Regions from separate parts of the Mus musculus genome. Here region 2 is linked to region 1. A link is a contact called in public capture Hi-C data. All regions are on one chromosome and are shown on one strand. The core of a region is the stretch at or near the end of the contact, and the rest is flanking DNA. Distances in the headings are between cores, read along the strand shown.

Region 1 (7,385 bases), core at 1,297-3,796:
CCTTTCCATACATCCTTAGTTTTTATTTGTTAAACTATGACACCCCAACACCACACTACCTCTACTCGACTTTTTTGCCCTCAGCAAATGCCAAAATGAAAGTATGAGGTTGCATTTGTACTAATAACCTAACTGACCGTCTTGAGGGAATTACATTTGCTATACCAATGACTACTTAAAAGGATGTTACAGTGTATTGTTTGTTAATATGAATGTGTGTATTACACTTGTGTAAAAAAAAAAATAGGCTCTAAAGCAGTTCAGCTTTGTAGTGTGATCTCATCTTATCTATACATAAATAGCTATGCATGTATTTCTAGACCAGACTGCTGTAGGTTATCATGTCTGGGAACTGACCTTAAGGATTTTTCATTTCTTTTTCTATTTTTTAACATATTTTTACAGTGTGTATGTGTTATTTTTAAGACTGGCAAAGCATCCTACAAAGGTACTTCTTCTCCCTGTCTCACCACTCACTTTGTGATACATTTAGGTCGTCACGTTTTGATATGGTTTGGCTATGGAATTTGAGAAGAAGCTCCATGCCATGATAGTGTTTTTAAAGTTCAGACTTACAGGACTTATTATTCCCTCCTCAGAAACTAATCCAGAAACTGAGATGTGCTGTCATTGGGCCGGCTTGCTCTGAACTGCAGGTCTCCTCTGTAGTTGGTCTCAGATCCTAATCTAAACATGACTCTGTGTACAAAAATAGAACTAAAGCAGATGATATTATATATGTACCTCAGTCAACAAGTGTCATCCATAATTAGGGGTGTAGTCAATCAGAATGCTTCTCCTGGGCTTTTCTCTGGGCCTGGGTTGAAATGCATGATGTAGACCTCTCATCCCCCTGTGCAGCTCAATATGGATTTGGAGTCTACTGATACCAACATGTTTGGTGAGTTTGTTTTCTATTAGAGATTTGACACATTGACTTAAAAATGGTTTATTTGGCTGTATCCTTTGAAAGTCTCCTTGAGAAGTTAATTATTCATCTGACAGATTTTTAATATCACTCTAGTCTGACAACTTAAATTACTGTGGTGTTTATGATAAGAGTTATTACTGATTTCCTACAGAAACCTCTAAGCCTGGATGATACAGCGCTTTGAATAACAAAGGATTATTATTATTTCTGCATATAAAAGACATCAGTACAAATAAGTCTCCAGTTGCTAATTCCCAAGATCAGGGTGCTATAGTCACAAAATACTGAAATATTGGTTTATATTAAACAACAGAAAGGACACTGTGTATTAAAACTCTATGTTAAGTCAAATATTCTGGTACATCTTTTGCAAATCCCAGTGAACTACATGATCATAGAAACGTGATGTTTGGGCCCCACTCCGTGATCTGTATGATGATCTGTAGATGTGGGTTGGAGGCTAGATGGCAGTAGTATACCATACTGTCTGTTGTCATGTCTAGGTGAAGATACCTTCCATGAATATTTTCTTTGTCCTCAGCCTAATTCCCAGGGGGAAATGTTCCCTATACCTATTTTAAGCTCACTATTTCCTCTAGTTTTCTTCCATGCCCTTCTCTGGCTGAGCACCATATTTTGAAAGTCAACTCTATTCCCATCCTTCTTGGCATGAGAGACAGACCTTAGTTTCTTAGTTTATGGCAGGCTGTCTTAGTCATTGTTTTATTGCAATAAAGACACCATGTTTCCAGCAACTTTTTAAAGGAGAAAACATTTAACTGGGAGCTTGATTACAGTTTCAGAGGCCAGTGACTTACTTCCTCCAACAAGGCAATACCTCCTAATCCTTCTAATCCTATCAAATAGTTCTACTTCTGGTGACTAAGCATTTAAATATATGAGTATATAGGGGCTATTCTTATTCAAGCTATTGTATTCTACTCCCTGGCTTCTAAAGACTTATAGCCACATCACAATGCAAAATGCATTTAGTCTAATTTCAAAAGTCCCCAATCTATTACAGTCTCAATGTGGTTTAAAAGTCTAAAGTTCAAAGTCTCTTCTTAGACTCTTGGTAATTTTTTACTGTAATCCCCTTTAAAAATCAAAATAAATAAACATACTTCCACCATGCAATGGCACAGAATTCTAAAGGGGGCAAAGGAGAGCACAGTGAAGAAAGCAAAGCAAAAGAAGACCAAAAACCAGCCAGGCAAACTTCAAACCCTGCATCTCCATGTCTGATGTCAAAGCAGTCTTCAGATCTCCAACTTCTTTCAGCTGTGTTGACTACAGCACAATTTTTTTTTTTTTAAAGTTGGCTCCACATGCCTTTTGCAACTTCCCTTAACAGGTATCCCACAACTCTGACATTTCCAACATCTTGGGTCTCCAACAAAATCCAGGCTTTTTCTTCACTGCTTCACACAGTGTCCTATATGGGCTTACAGGCATGTTCCTGACACATGCCTAGCCTGACCATCTTTCTTTTAACTATTGAGAGAGATTTCACAACTCCCTTCTTGCATCTTTGACTCTAAAGCCACAAGCATGTGGCCAAAGCTGCCAAGCTCTGTGCTTCAGGGGAGTGGAACTTGGCCCCCTCTTCAATTACATCTGCATCCTCATTCTGTTGTTAATGGTTTCCTTCACCACTTAAGCTTTCCTTTAAATCCTTTTCACAAATTGTAAACTGGGTTGGGTCTTGCCCTGAGACAGCACTCACTCCCTCATTCCATTTAGCACCAGGATTTTCTTTAAACATTTTATCCTCTTGAGCATTGGACCTGGAACCATTACACTTCCAGTTGCTCCTTTTCTTCCAAAACTGTACATTTTATGTTTCTCCTTACCCCACTTGTTCCTTTTCTTTATAGATCTACCCAACAGTGTCTGCTGATAACCACACAATAATAACACTTCACTACTGTGTTGTCTTGAAATCTCCTCTGCCAACACTGTTAATTTGAAAGTCCCAGGCAAACTTTTAGAACAAGGTTTTAAAAAAGCAGCCCGATTCTTTGCCAAAATATCAGAAGAATATTCTTTAGCCCGTTTACTAATATTGTTCCCCTCAGAAACCTCTTGATTTGGGCCCCTACAGTTCAAATCACTCAGCACTATCTTTATATGCTTGCTAAGATGGGCAATTAAGCCCTGCTTAAAACATACAAAAGGCTTTCGACTTGAAAGTCCTAAAGTCTTCTATATTCTTTCTGCAAAAGGCACAGTCTGGTCTAACACAGAAATAAACACCACTCCCTGATAACAACTTCTGTTTTAATCACTGTTATATTTCTGTGAAGAGACACCATGAACAGGCCAACTCTTTTTTGTTGTTGTTGTTGTTTTTTTTGTTGTTGGGAGGGGGTGGTTCAAGACAGGGTTTGTGTAGCCCTGGCTGTCCTGGAACTCACTCTGTAGACCAGGCTGGCCTCAAACTCAGAAATCTGCCTGCCTCTGCCTCCCAAGTGCTGGGATTAAAGGCATGCGCCACCACTGCCTGGTTTAAATAGGCCAACTCTTATAAGAGAAAGCATTTAATTTGGGGCTTTCTTACAGTTTTCAGAGGCATAGTCCATTATCATTGTGGTTGGAAGCATGGCAGCAGGCATGGCTACATCCTGATGTGCAGGCAGAGAATGAGACTGAGTCTGGCATGGGCTTTTGGAAAGCCCACCCCCAGTGGCATACTTCCTCCAGCAAAGCCATGCCTCCTAATTCTTCTAATCCTATCAATCATTTCCACACCCAGGTGACTAAGCATTTAAATAAATGAGCCTCTGGGGACCATTTTTCTTCAAACCACTGCACTGTTTTTATTATTATTATTATTATTATTATTTTTTTTTTTTTTTGGTTTTTCGACACAGGGTTTCTCTGTATAGCCCTGGCTGTCCTGGAACTCACTCTGTAGACCAGGCTGGCCTCGAACTCAGAAATCCGCCTGCCTCTGCCTCCCAAGTGCTGGGATTAAAGGCGTGCGCCACCACGCCCGGCTGTTTTTATTATTTTATTTCATCCTGTCCTCGTGTTTCATATAAATGTGTCTTTATGGTGTATGTATATGCATATGTGTATATGTGTGTGTGTATGGTATATGTGCATGTTTGTATTGTGCAGGTATGTGAATACCTTGTTCTATCTCTTTGCCCTTTTCCTTCCTTCCTTCCTTCCTTCCTTCCTTCCTTCCTTCCTTCCTTCCTTCCTTCCTTCCTCCCTCCCTCCCTCCCTCCCTCCCTCCCTTCCTTCTTCCTTCCTTTCTTCTTCTTCTTTTTTTCATAGATAAAGCTGCATTTTATTTTTTATTTGAGGTTGGACCTTTCATATTCCAGGTCAGCCTTGAATTCAAGACCTTGCCTCCACCTCCCAAGTCCTTGGGTAGCAGGTGTGCTTTCCTTCCAGCAGGCTCCATTATCCACAATTTATTATACTCAGATGTCAGAAAAGCCTTAAGCTCAGCCAAGGTCTTTATTCAAGAACTGAAGGAGTCTGGGATGAGGGAGGATGTTTACACAAAACAGCACTGGTCCTGAGATACACAATAGTTAGGGCCAAGGACCAGAAACTACTGATCCCTTATAGAGGGGAGGCTTCAGACTTGATCTGTGTCTAAACAGGTCTCAGGTCTCATTTCTTAGTCAACATTTCTTCATCCCTTCAGAAGTTCCAGGAAACAGCTTGATAACCACTGATGGGTTGTCTTGTCTCTTCTAGTTCCAGCATCTTGGTTTCCTAGGCTAAACAAGAAAACAGCAAAATGGCCTTTTCGTCTTGATTCTTCTCAAGATGTATTTTTGAGACTAGGGAATAATTCTAAGCTGGGATGTAGATAAGACATGTTCCAAAAGGGCTCAGGGAACCCTTCCACTTTGTGGGGCCCTTCACCTGGAAAAGCCCGGAACAAGCCCTGGTTTGTGATGGCGGTAAGACACAGGGAAGGTGAGGGCCATGGCCCCATTAGTTTCTTGAGACTTGTCTCTCACTGATCTTACTAGTGCTGCACTAGTGGTCAGAAAGCTTCAGACACCTTCCTGTCTCTAACCCCACAGCACTGCAATTACAGGCATGAGCAGGACCATACCTGACATTTTATATGGCTCTTAGGGATTCAAACTTGTCTGTGCAGCACCAAGACATCTCCATGGTCCGTCCCATCACTCGGTTTCTATCCTTTAATGTATCTTTTGTAAGAATGATAAGCATTGTTCCTTAATCTCAGACATTGAAACTTAGCCTGTGCTTGGCGTTTTCTCTGTGTGAAATGGGGGGTGGGAGTGGGGGTGGGGTGGGGGACAGGCAATCCGTGGAGGATCAAGCAAAGAGAACACATGATCTGACTTATATTTGAGTGGGATCCCTCTGGCTGCTAGGTCAAAGCTAGCCTGGGCATCTCCCCCCCCCCCAAAAAAAAACCCCACAGGCAGACAAACCTGCCCTCCCAGCACTAATGAGCTCTTTGTGCTGCACCTCACATGCATCCTGTTTATTTTAAAGCCCAAATTTAAAAAAAAAAAAAAACAAAGATTGTATCTAATTGTTTGTTGTGTCTTGTATTACTCTTTGTTAGATTGAGCCTGTTGGATCTGGCATGTATAATCACAGGATAGTCAGTACGAGGGGGCTGGATTATCTAAGGAATGTTGAAGGGCCAGTGTAAGAGGACACATTGCAGGCAGACTCCCCTGCCACCTCTTCTAAAGTACGTCACAACTTGTATAACTTTTGGAAGAAGACTTTTAGCCCTTACAGAAGGCATAGCCATGAGACGGAGGCATCATCAAGAGTTATTATGTTTCAGTAGTCCATGTGTGTCTGCTGCCTGCTTCCAGTGCTTTGAGTGGCACTGATGCTCCTGTGCCTGAGCACTGCGCTCAATAAAGTTCTGTGAGTTAGAATTACAACTTTAGTATGGAGAGTGTTTGAAATTCACCACCTCCCATCTTTATGCAACTTTACCAAGTATTTTTATATGTACCTTGGTGTTATTTATAACAGAAACATGAACACTAAAATATATATATTATGTTTCTTATAAAGGGAAAAAAATCAAAGGTTTCAGGCAATTTTGTGAACAGTTTCTCGTGGTAATGCAAGCACTACTAACCCATTTCTTTTAAAAATTGTTGTAAGCTGTGAGAGTAACACATCTGAAAGATTTTAGACTTCTTAAACATTTTATACCCCCACTGAGCCCTCCAGGGACACATTGGCACAGTGTATTTTAATTAATGCTAAGGTTGTTAGTAGGTAGAAACTGGCACTTGGATATTCATTCTATCCCCGCTCCTGGCCCACTGTTCTAACAGCTTGGGACATACACTGTTATGTATATATCTATCTCTTAACTTTAGATTCGCCCAAAAGACTACTGATTCTTTTCAGTCTTCACTTTTATTCCCTCATTGCAAACTGTTTCCAAGTCTTTGTGTTCTTTAAAAATAGAATCCTGACTTATGCTTCCTTTCCATGTCACTAACGTCCATTCATTCCGAGTGTGACTGTAGGGCCTGAGGAAGCCTGAGACTGCCTTTTGCATGCTGGAGGCCAGGAGTCATGGGGAAAAGGGGGAGGCAGGGAGCATCTACAGTCTTCTGCCCTCTGAGACCACCCTCCAGTAGGCAGAACTAGTAGGAGCCAAAGGATACAGGATGTTTGCTTTTGAGACAAGGTCTTACTGTGCAGAGTAGGCTGGTCTTTTTATATATAATTTTGACATTATAATATAATTAATCACTTCTCTTCTCTGGGCTATGGCTCTTACAGTCTTTCTATTCTCTCTTCATCAATGACCTCTGAGCCATAGGAGCAGGCATTATATATAGATGTAACATTTAGGAGTAGGCCTCCACAACCTGCTCTTTATCTGTTGCAGAGAAGTGACCTTGATGATGGCTGAAAGCTGTACTTATCGGTGGGTATAAGGAGTTAGCCTGGTCTGGAATTCATGATCTTCCTATCTTCGACTCCCAGGTAGTTGGAATTACAGGCTTGTTCCACCAGACCTACCTTAGATTTTCTGATTAGTATATACTAATCGTAAAAACAAACTTGTTTCAGTGTTGGGCCTGTGGTACACAATTGTTATCCTAGAACTCAGGAGCTAGAAGGAGAATAATTAGGAGTTCAAGGTCAGCCTCGGATACTTTTTGAGTTCTACTGTAGCCTGGGCTATAGGAGATCCTGCTTCAGAAAACCAAAACCAAAGCAAAACAAAGGTAAAACAAAACCCAACAACACTTCTAACAGGGACAACAAAAAACAAAATGAGTTTCTTTTTTCCTCCACTTCCTATAATATTATTCCTTTACCTAAGTAGTCCCACTTCTACTTTTGTGTGTGTGTGTGTTTATATTGTTATATGTGTGTAAGTATATAATGGATGTATCGAGGCAGAGTGAGGTTTACACTGCCATTGATTTGTCAGTGTGGTACTCACAGATAACCTGTGTTC
Region 2 (7,385 bases), core at 2,702-5,201, 530 kb before region 1:
CCCCTTAAGAAGTGATAGCATATAAATTCATCTTAAACACACAGCCCATGGTGTTCTCTCATGATATAGTCAAGGGAAATTATTAACCAAGTCATTTCTCCACTTTAAGTAACCCTCTAATAGAAGAGAACTGAACATGGTCATTTATTTCAGCTTTATTGAAATATTAGTCTCCTCCCAAATTAATTATCTTTATTGAGTTTTTAGATAGTAAAAAATTGCATTCCATTCTATCAGCTAGCTCCAGCTTTTCATCAAATTAAAGGGCAGAAGCCTTACTTCCCTTGAAACACTTTTTGCACAGTGCTATAAATGCAAGAGACTGCATAATATAGCAATTGCAAAGTAATTAATTTACTCTGGGAAGCTCTGAAGCTATCTTTCTCCCTCTCTGGTATCCACTGGAGGCAATACTCTAGGGTTAAATATCTCCATAAAGGCAATGTATATCCTTGTTCTTTTTGTCTATAAATCATCTGCCACAGGGTAAAGTGGTTTCCATCTAAGTGGGGAGGATGAAAATGGCAGGAATGTTGTCTTGGCTTCACTCCTAAGATTCAGTTTTCAAAAGATGATAGACAAAAGTGAATAGGTAAATGTTCACCCAAACATAGCAGAGAGATGGCTGGACTGCCAAAAAAAAAAATGCCTGTTCTAATTCCAGCATGCTTGGTACTGTGCTAAATCCTCTGTGTCTAATCTTCCAACAACCTGTGTGGGTTGATACAACATTACCCTAGTAGTGGGTTGGCCTCATGCTGTTTGTATTCTAACACTAATTAGGGGACCCCCCCACAACTGGTTGCCCCAGAGACTAAAGAGTCCTTACATAACCCTGCCCCCAAATTATTTCTGATTGATAAATAAAGATGCCAATAGCTAATAGCTGGGCAGAAGAGACACAGGTGGAGATTAGGTTTCATAGGTTTGGGGTTGGAGGAGGAAGATGAAGAGGAAGAAGAAAAGTGCAGGAGGGGGAAGGAGAAGCTGCCATGAGTTAGGAGTCAAGAGAACAGGACCCTGTGGGCTGGCTAATTGGAGTTAAGAGCAGCCCAGATGAAACACAGTAATAACTCAGTGTTACCGATGGGAAAGTAGATTCTAACAGCATAGAGAGTAGTACTTGCCCAGTTCTTGTGTTGTTTGAAGTTTATCATAAATATAAAGGCTGTGTGTGTCTTTCATCTGGGAATTTAAATGGTCTAAAGAAGTGTAGAAACATCAGGTTGGGATTTAAATAGTTACTACAACATACCTCAGTTTCACAGATAAAGAAAACAGAGTCTAGAAACGTTAAGTAACTTGGCCAGAAGAACTCAATATTATTAGAAAGTGATGTTGCCAGATTTGGTCTGAAGCTTCACCACTACCTTAAGGCAAGTATAATAGATATAATATCTACCTGAATTTAAGTAATTTTTCAAGTCTCTTCAATAGTTCTTGACTTGGACCTTCATTTTTACATACTTGAAAAGAATGAAAGATACAGAACCAATCATTAATATCATACCCTCCTTAATGCTAGAGCCATGGCTCTCATAGTGTTATCTTCAAATCAGAACCTCTTCAAATGGCCTCAGTATCTCTGTCACAAAGCTTTTCAAGTGGTTCTGTTAATAGTATACTCTAGCAGGCATGCTTAACCGCCTTGACCTTGTCACAGAACATTGTCATCTACAAAGTTCATGCTGGAGAACTGTACCATCAAGTTACACATACACAAAACCCCACCCCAAACTCTCATGATGTTTTAGGTAAGTTTATAATTTTGTGTTGGGCCACACTTGGCCACATGCAGCCCGTGGGCCAGGGATCACATATAAGAGAGCATCTGGCCGTAGTGCAGCTCTCCTCCAGCTATCGCACCCCCAGGTCAGGGATGGCCGTGGCCTACACCCAGTCTCCCAGGTCAGGGTTGGTCGTGGCCTATGCCCAGTCCCCTCTTAGCCTTGCTCTGCTTCTCTTGAGCTCATCTGTTGGCAGATGACTGTTGAGTTTGGAGTCCTTGCTGCTGAAGACTCAAGAATTTCTGCAGCAGACAGTTATTGTAACCAGTTTTTTATGCCTCCAGTTTTACACAACTTCTGTTTTTGTCCCTTGTCCTTCCCCCCCCCCCCCCGAGCATACTGTGCTCTGCATGACACATTGTCCCAATGTCTTTTCTTTCCTGCTCATTCTCATAGTGGGATTAATTACTTCTCAGGAAAATGTCATTTTTGTTTAAAAAAAAAAAGATTAACTTCTTGGCAGCATGAAAAGGAAGATACTGCCATTAAAAGCAATTCCTAAAAATTAAAACATACCTTCTTAATATACTTTTCTTTCCTACAATCAAGAATCATTGGATTTCTCAGTGAAAGTGCCTAGAGGGATCACATATAATGCATGTGTGTGTAGCCAGTATAAGAAATTATCTTCCCGCTGGGCGTGGTGGCGCACGCCTTTAATCCCAGCACTTGGGAGTCAGAGGCAGGCGGATTTCTGAGTTCGAGGTCAGCCTGGTCTACAGAGTGAGTTCCAGGGCAGCCAGGGCTATACAGAGAAACCCTGTCTCGAAAAACAAAAAACAAACAAACAAACAAAAAAAGAAATGATCTTCCCAAGGCCGTCACTCATGCTTAAAATCTTGTGGTAAAATATTTATACCAAAAATTCCATCACTTTTATCATGTTTTTAGTGTACAGGTCAGTGATATTTAATATATACCCAGTTGTGCAACGGTCCCAGCCTTCCATCTGTATATCTCTCCTCACTAGAACTGAAACTAGAACTGAAACTCTGAACCCGTTAAGCAATAACTCTTTTCCCTCCCCCCCAGTGCCCCCCAGAATCACAATCTACTGCTATAGAAATGCAGCTGAGTCCCCTGCTGACGTTTTAAAGGTTGAAAGGAATGTTTTTTTATATAACGTTTATTAAGGAAAACAGAAATAGGAATGGTTTATAGAGAAAGACTCTCTAGAATGGGAGAGGGTAGTGAGGTGGAAGAAAGGCATCCACACAGGAGGCTCAGGAAGCTTTATAGTAGCCACCTCTCCTAGGTCTGTGTCTCACTGGGATTTTTCTACTGCTTGTTCTGCTTCTTTCTGCAAGAAGCCCAGCGACTCACTGCAATGAACATTTGCCAGTAAAGATGTGATACACTACAGCTTCCATGATTCATTCTCTCTCTCTCTCTCTCTCTCTCTCTCTCTCTCTCTCTCTCTCTCTCTCTCTCTCTCTCTCTCTCTCTCCCCTGCTTATTGATTGGTGGGGTGAGGTTGCAAGAGTGGAGGGCAGATACAAAGGGATAAGGAAATGAATGGGATTAGAGTACAAGATGTGTGGGTTCCCAGGGAATCAATAAAAAGGAAGAGAAAAGAAAAAAAAGGAGGATGAGGAGAACAACAACAACAACATGCAGCAGCAGCAGCGCCCAGGTGGGGAAGGGCCTCCAGTCTTTCTTAGCAACTGGCTTCTTTCATATGTTAATTTTACAGCTCTTCGTTGCTTGGACACAATGCTTTTTTGTCTCATAAATACAACCACCCTGTGTACCTCAACAGGAAGTGTTTGTCCTTTCTGGGTTTTTTCCACTTTGCATCTCATTAGGGATCAAGCATGTAGAACGGGTCAGAATTTCCTTCCTGTGTGTGCGTGCGTCGATGTGAACGTTCAGGTGCCTGCCTCTCCTGGGCGTTCACCCCACTCAGAATAAATTCACGTGGAAAAACACAGCCTGCTCACTTGGGCCACTTCTTCCTTCTGTCCTTGGGCTGTTGTAATGTAAAATACTTTTGTAATACTTTTAGACCTCCCAACTGTGGTCAACTTGGGGAACTTAGATTAGAAAAGGAGATATTGGTGAGGAAGAGTAACAGGCTGGTGCAGGGAGCCTTTGAGGTGTGTCTAGCCCACTTCCCTATCAGCACTAGGCCAGCCCCCCAGGTCCTGTGGCTCTGCACTTATTTTTGCTTTGTTCTTTAGGCTTAACTTCTTTCTTTTCTTCCTTTCAGACACGGTGTCTCTAACTGTTGAGGTCTGCTCCTCTTAGCTTTTCTTTCCTCAGCTGAGACAACTTGTTACCTCTTCAGGATACAACACCTGCTGTTCTCTTCACTGTTTAAAGGGATTCATCTCAGCACTGATTTTGTGAACAAGAAAGGAGGGAGGGATCCACCCCTGTTCTTCTAGCTAGTCATCAGAATAAGCACAGCTGTTGGAACTCCTGGAACAGAGCTAGCAGATACGGCCACCTACCTGTACATACCTGCTTGCCTAAAGTCTCTATCATGTGATCCACCCACAAGATGCAGAAAAAGAAATAACAGATTGAAAAATCAGGCTAGCTCCTCTCCTCTAGGGACAAATGGTTATTAGTCATACAGAGCCTCCAGAAGGGAGCTGTTGGAGCTTGTTGTGTGTGTGTGTGTGTGTGTGTGTGTGTGTGTGTGTGTGTGACTCATTGAATTCAGGATCTTAAGAGCAGAGCCAGTGACCTGGGTGCACACCTTCTTTAAGTGTTGCCTTTTGCAATGTGCCACAATATGAATCTCTAAGAATTTTACTTCTAGGAGGCTTTCAAACAGAACTTTGGCAGCAGGCAGGGATTGAGCCACGAAGCTTTCAGATGCACAATGGCAGCTCTAAGTTCTGAAGCAGGCCTTTCAGTAGCAGAAAGAAAAACCAGTCACACAGCTAGCTGTACAAACAGCCACCAAACTGAAATGCTCAAGACAGCTGCTTTGGGCCTTTGGTGTGTTGAGTTCAAAATTGTTGTGATTATAAAAGAAAGAAAGAAAGAAAGAAAGAAAGAAAGAAAGAAAGAAAGAAAGAAAGAAAGAAAGAAAGGAAGGAAGGAAGGAAGGAAGGAAGAAAGAAAGAAAGAAAGAGAGAGAAAGAAAGAAAGAGATATAAGGATATGTTCTAGCTAGGTGTGGTGAGGTGTGGGGAAAGGGGATGTCTCAGTGGGCCCATGCTGAGGCATTCCTTACCCCTGAGGGACCAGCCACATGATGGTATAGTATAGAATAGAGTTTATTAAGGGCATGGGGAGGGAAGTTAAGAGGATAGTAGAGGCAGAAAAAGGGAGAGAGAGAGGGGGGGGGGAAGAGAAGAGAAGAGAAGAGAAGAGAAGAGAAGAAGAGAAGAGAAGAGAAGAGAAGAGAAGAGAAGAGAAGAGAAGAGAAGAGAAGAGAAGAGAAGAGAAGAGAGGTAGAGGCCAGCCATGACCACATGGAGGGGAGAAGAGAAGGGGGAGAGAGGGAGAGAGGGAGAGAGGGAGAGCAAGAGGACAAGAGGCCAGAGAGAGAGGCAAGAGTAAGAGTAAGAGAGAGAAGAGGGGGCAAGCAGGCCCTTTTATAGTGGGCCAGGCCATTGGGGGAGGAGCATACCTGGCTGTTGCCAGGTAACTGTGGGGGTGAAAGAAAATGAGATTTTGTATCTTGTGATTCATGTAAAAGAGTTGTCTATGAGCCCCCGACCTGGGGCCAAGAACAAAGCAGAACAGACAGGGCTGTTGTCAAGACATTCCTAAGAACAGCTTGATTGTACAAACAGGGCTATCTTGTCTGGGTCAACACCACCTGGCCGGAACCTCCCCTCTGTCTACTGCCCCTTGACCTGGGTAAAGTCATACATCAACTGGTTGCTATGTGAACAAAGATAAGCCCCCAGCCCACAGGAACAAAGTCCTGATGCCCTGTAATCTTTCTGTTAATGTTTGAATAAGCCAATAGTGTGTTGCTATGCTGAATTCCACACCCCTAAGCCCCTTACCCTATAAAAACCCCTAGCTTTTGAGCCTCGTGGTCGACATCCGTTATCTCCTGTGTGGGATGCATGTTGGTCTGGAGCTCCGTCATTAAACGTTCTCATGTAATTACATCAAGAGATGGTCCTTCATGATTTTTTGGGTGCACGCTGAAGTGGGAATTGGGTGGGGGTTTCCCCACTAGGTCTAAGAGGGGTTGAGTCCAGATGGAATACCAACAAAAATCAATTACCCATAGAAAGTGTGGGTGTCACCAAAATATCCTTCCCTTCTTCACTAGCCCTGAGAAATAATCTCACTAGCTGTCTGATACCTTTGGACTTCACATCGTTTTTCATTAAATTAAGATTTATGAATATCAATTTTATGCAATAACCAGACTTTGACAGAAAGATGACAGCCTTTGTGTCAGTGAACTTCTTGGTTTGTCCTTTATCTCTGGTACCAGGAAAATGGTTTTTCATTGTAGAGACAAGCACTAGTCTTCCTTAATAGGCAAATGTTTTCCTTTATAGTATTTTCATATTGGGGTTGTATAGTCACGTGGGTGCATATGTGTAAGTGGGTGCATATGTGTATGTCGGTACACATGTGTATGTGGGTGCATATGTGTAAGTTGGTGCATATGTGTATGTGGGTGCATATGTGTAAGTGGGTACATATGTGTATGTGGGTACATATGTGTAAGTGGGTGCATATGTGTAAGTAGGTGCATATGTGTATGCAGGTGCATATGTGGGTAGAGGGCAGAAGTCAGTCTCAGGCTGTCTTTCTTCAGGAGTCATCCACCTTGTTTTGTGAGAGAGAGTTTCTTACTGGCCCGTTAGGGGAGCCCAGCTGATCAGGAAGTTCAGCATCCTCCTGTCTCTGCCTGCCTAGTGCTAGAATCACAAAAACACTACTTGACAAGTTTGTTGTTGTGGTGGTGGTGGTGGTGGTGGTGATTTTTTAATGTAGGTTTTCATAGTAACAAGAGCTACCATTTTTGAGCCTATAATATATTCAGTATTTAACACAGAGTTATGTAATGGTTTTAACAACACCAAGAGATAACTTTTCTTCCCATTTTGTGGATGAGGAAACTGAGGCTGGACGAAATTATAAGTAACTTCCTAGGTCATAGAAACAAAGCATCAGAAGTAAGAACAGAGCTAGGGCTCCTTGTATCACAGCTAGGTTGGAAGTCTGAATTTCTTGGAATGCCCTTCTGTGACTGACAGGACACAAGTAACTGGCCTTAGAAAACTGATTTATCAACGAAGCAACAATCTTTCTAGCAAGTTTCAGTCTGTTTCCATCTTCTTACCATTATGTCTTAAGCAGACATTTATCCTTCAAGTATAATGGAAGAATCTTTAATAACACTGTACTATTTAAGTATCTTTCCCCCATCAGTGGCTCATCTTCAGCATCAGGGTAAGACGTACGTATTTGAGTTACTATTACTATGGTCTTGGCCTATTGCTGTAACCAAATTATCTCTACTCAAATTGCCCTGGTGATGGCTGTACATGCTCCTTCCTACCCACCCCACACACGGCCTTATTTTTAATATGCCTTAAACAGCTCAATGGCTGAGCCCCTTCCAAATCTCCACACTGCTGATGTACTTTCTGAGAATCCCAACTCATC

Evidence for each region. Capture Hi-C pulls out chosen DNA fragments and counts their contacts.
Region 2: a contact with region 1 is called in a capture Hi-C map of embryonic stem cells, with 2.5 times the contacts expected there. The contact joins two enhancer-like sites. A contact is called at or near these places in 1 of 115 datasets of contacts at active chromatin or transcription factors (embryonic stem cells) and 1 of 9 other capture datasets (embryonic stem cells).

The regions. Positions count from the first base shown.
Region 1 is chr1:54,048,167-54,055,551 of GRCm38.p6, reverse strand. The region is part of intron 1 of Hecw2 (HECT, C2 and WW domain containing E3 ubiquitin protein ligase 2); the gene reads left to right. Among named protein-coding and RNA genes, the nearest start is that of Hecw2, 140 kb to the left of the region's middle. Within about 2 kb of position 2,546, at least 5 of the 459 cell types and tissues checked have an H3K27ac peak or open chromatin away from gene starts, as enhancers often do. A contact at or near this core is called in embryonic stem cells, where this site is marked.
Region 2 is chr1:54,581,802-54,589,186 of GRCm38.p6, reverse strand. No RefSeq gene overlaps it. Among named protein-coding and RNA genes, the nearest start is that of Pgap1, 28 kb to the right of the region's middle. Within about 2 kb of position 3,951, at least 146 of the 459 cell types and tissues checked have an H3K27ac peak or open chromatin away from gene starts, as enhancers often do. A contact at or near this core is called in embryonic stem cells, where this site is marked.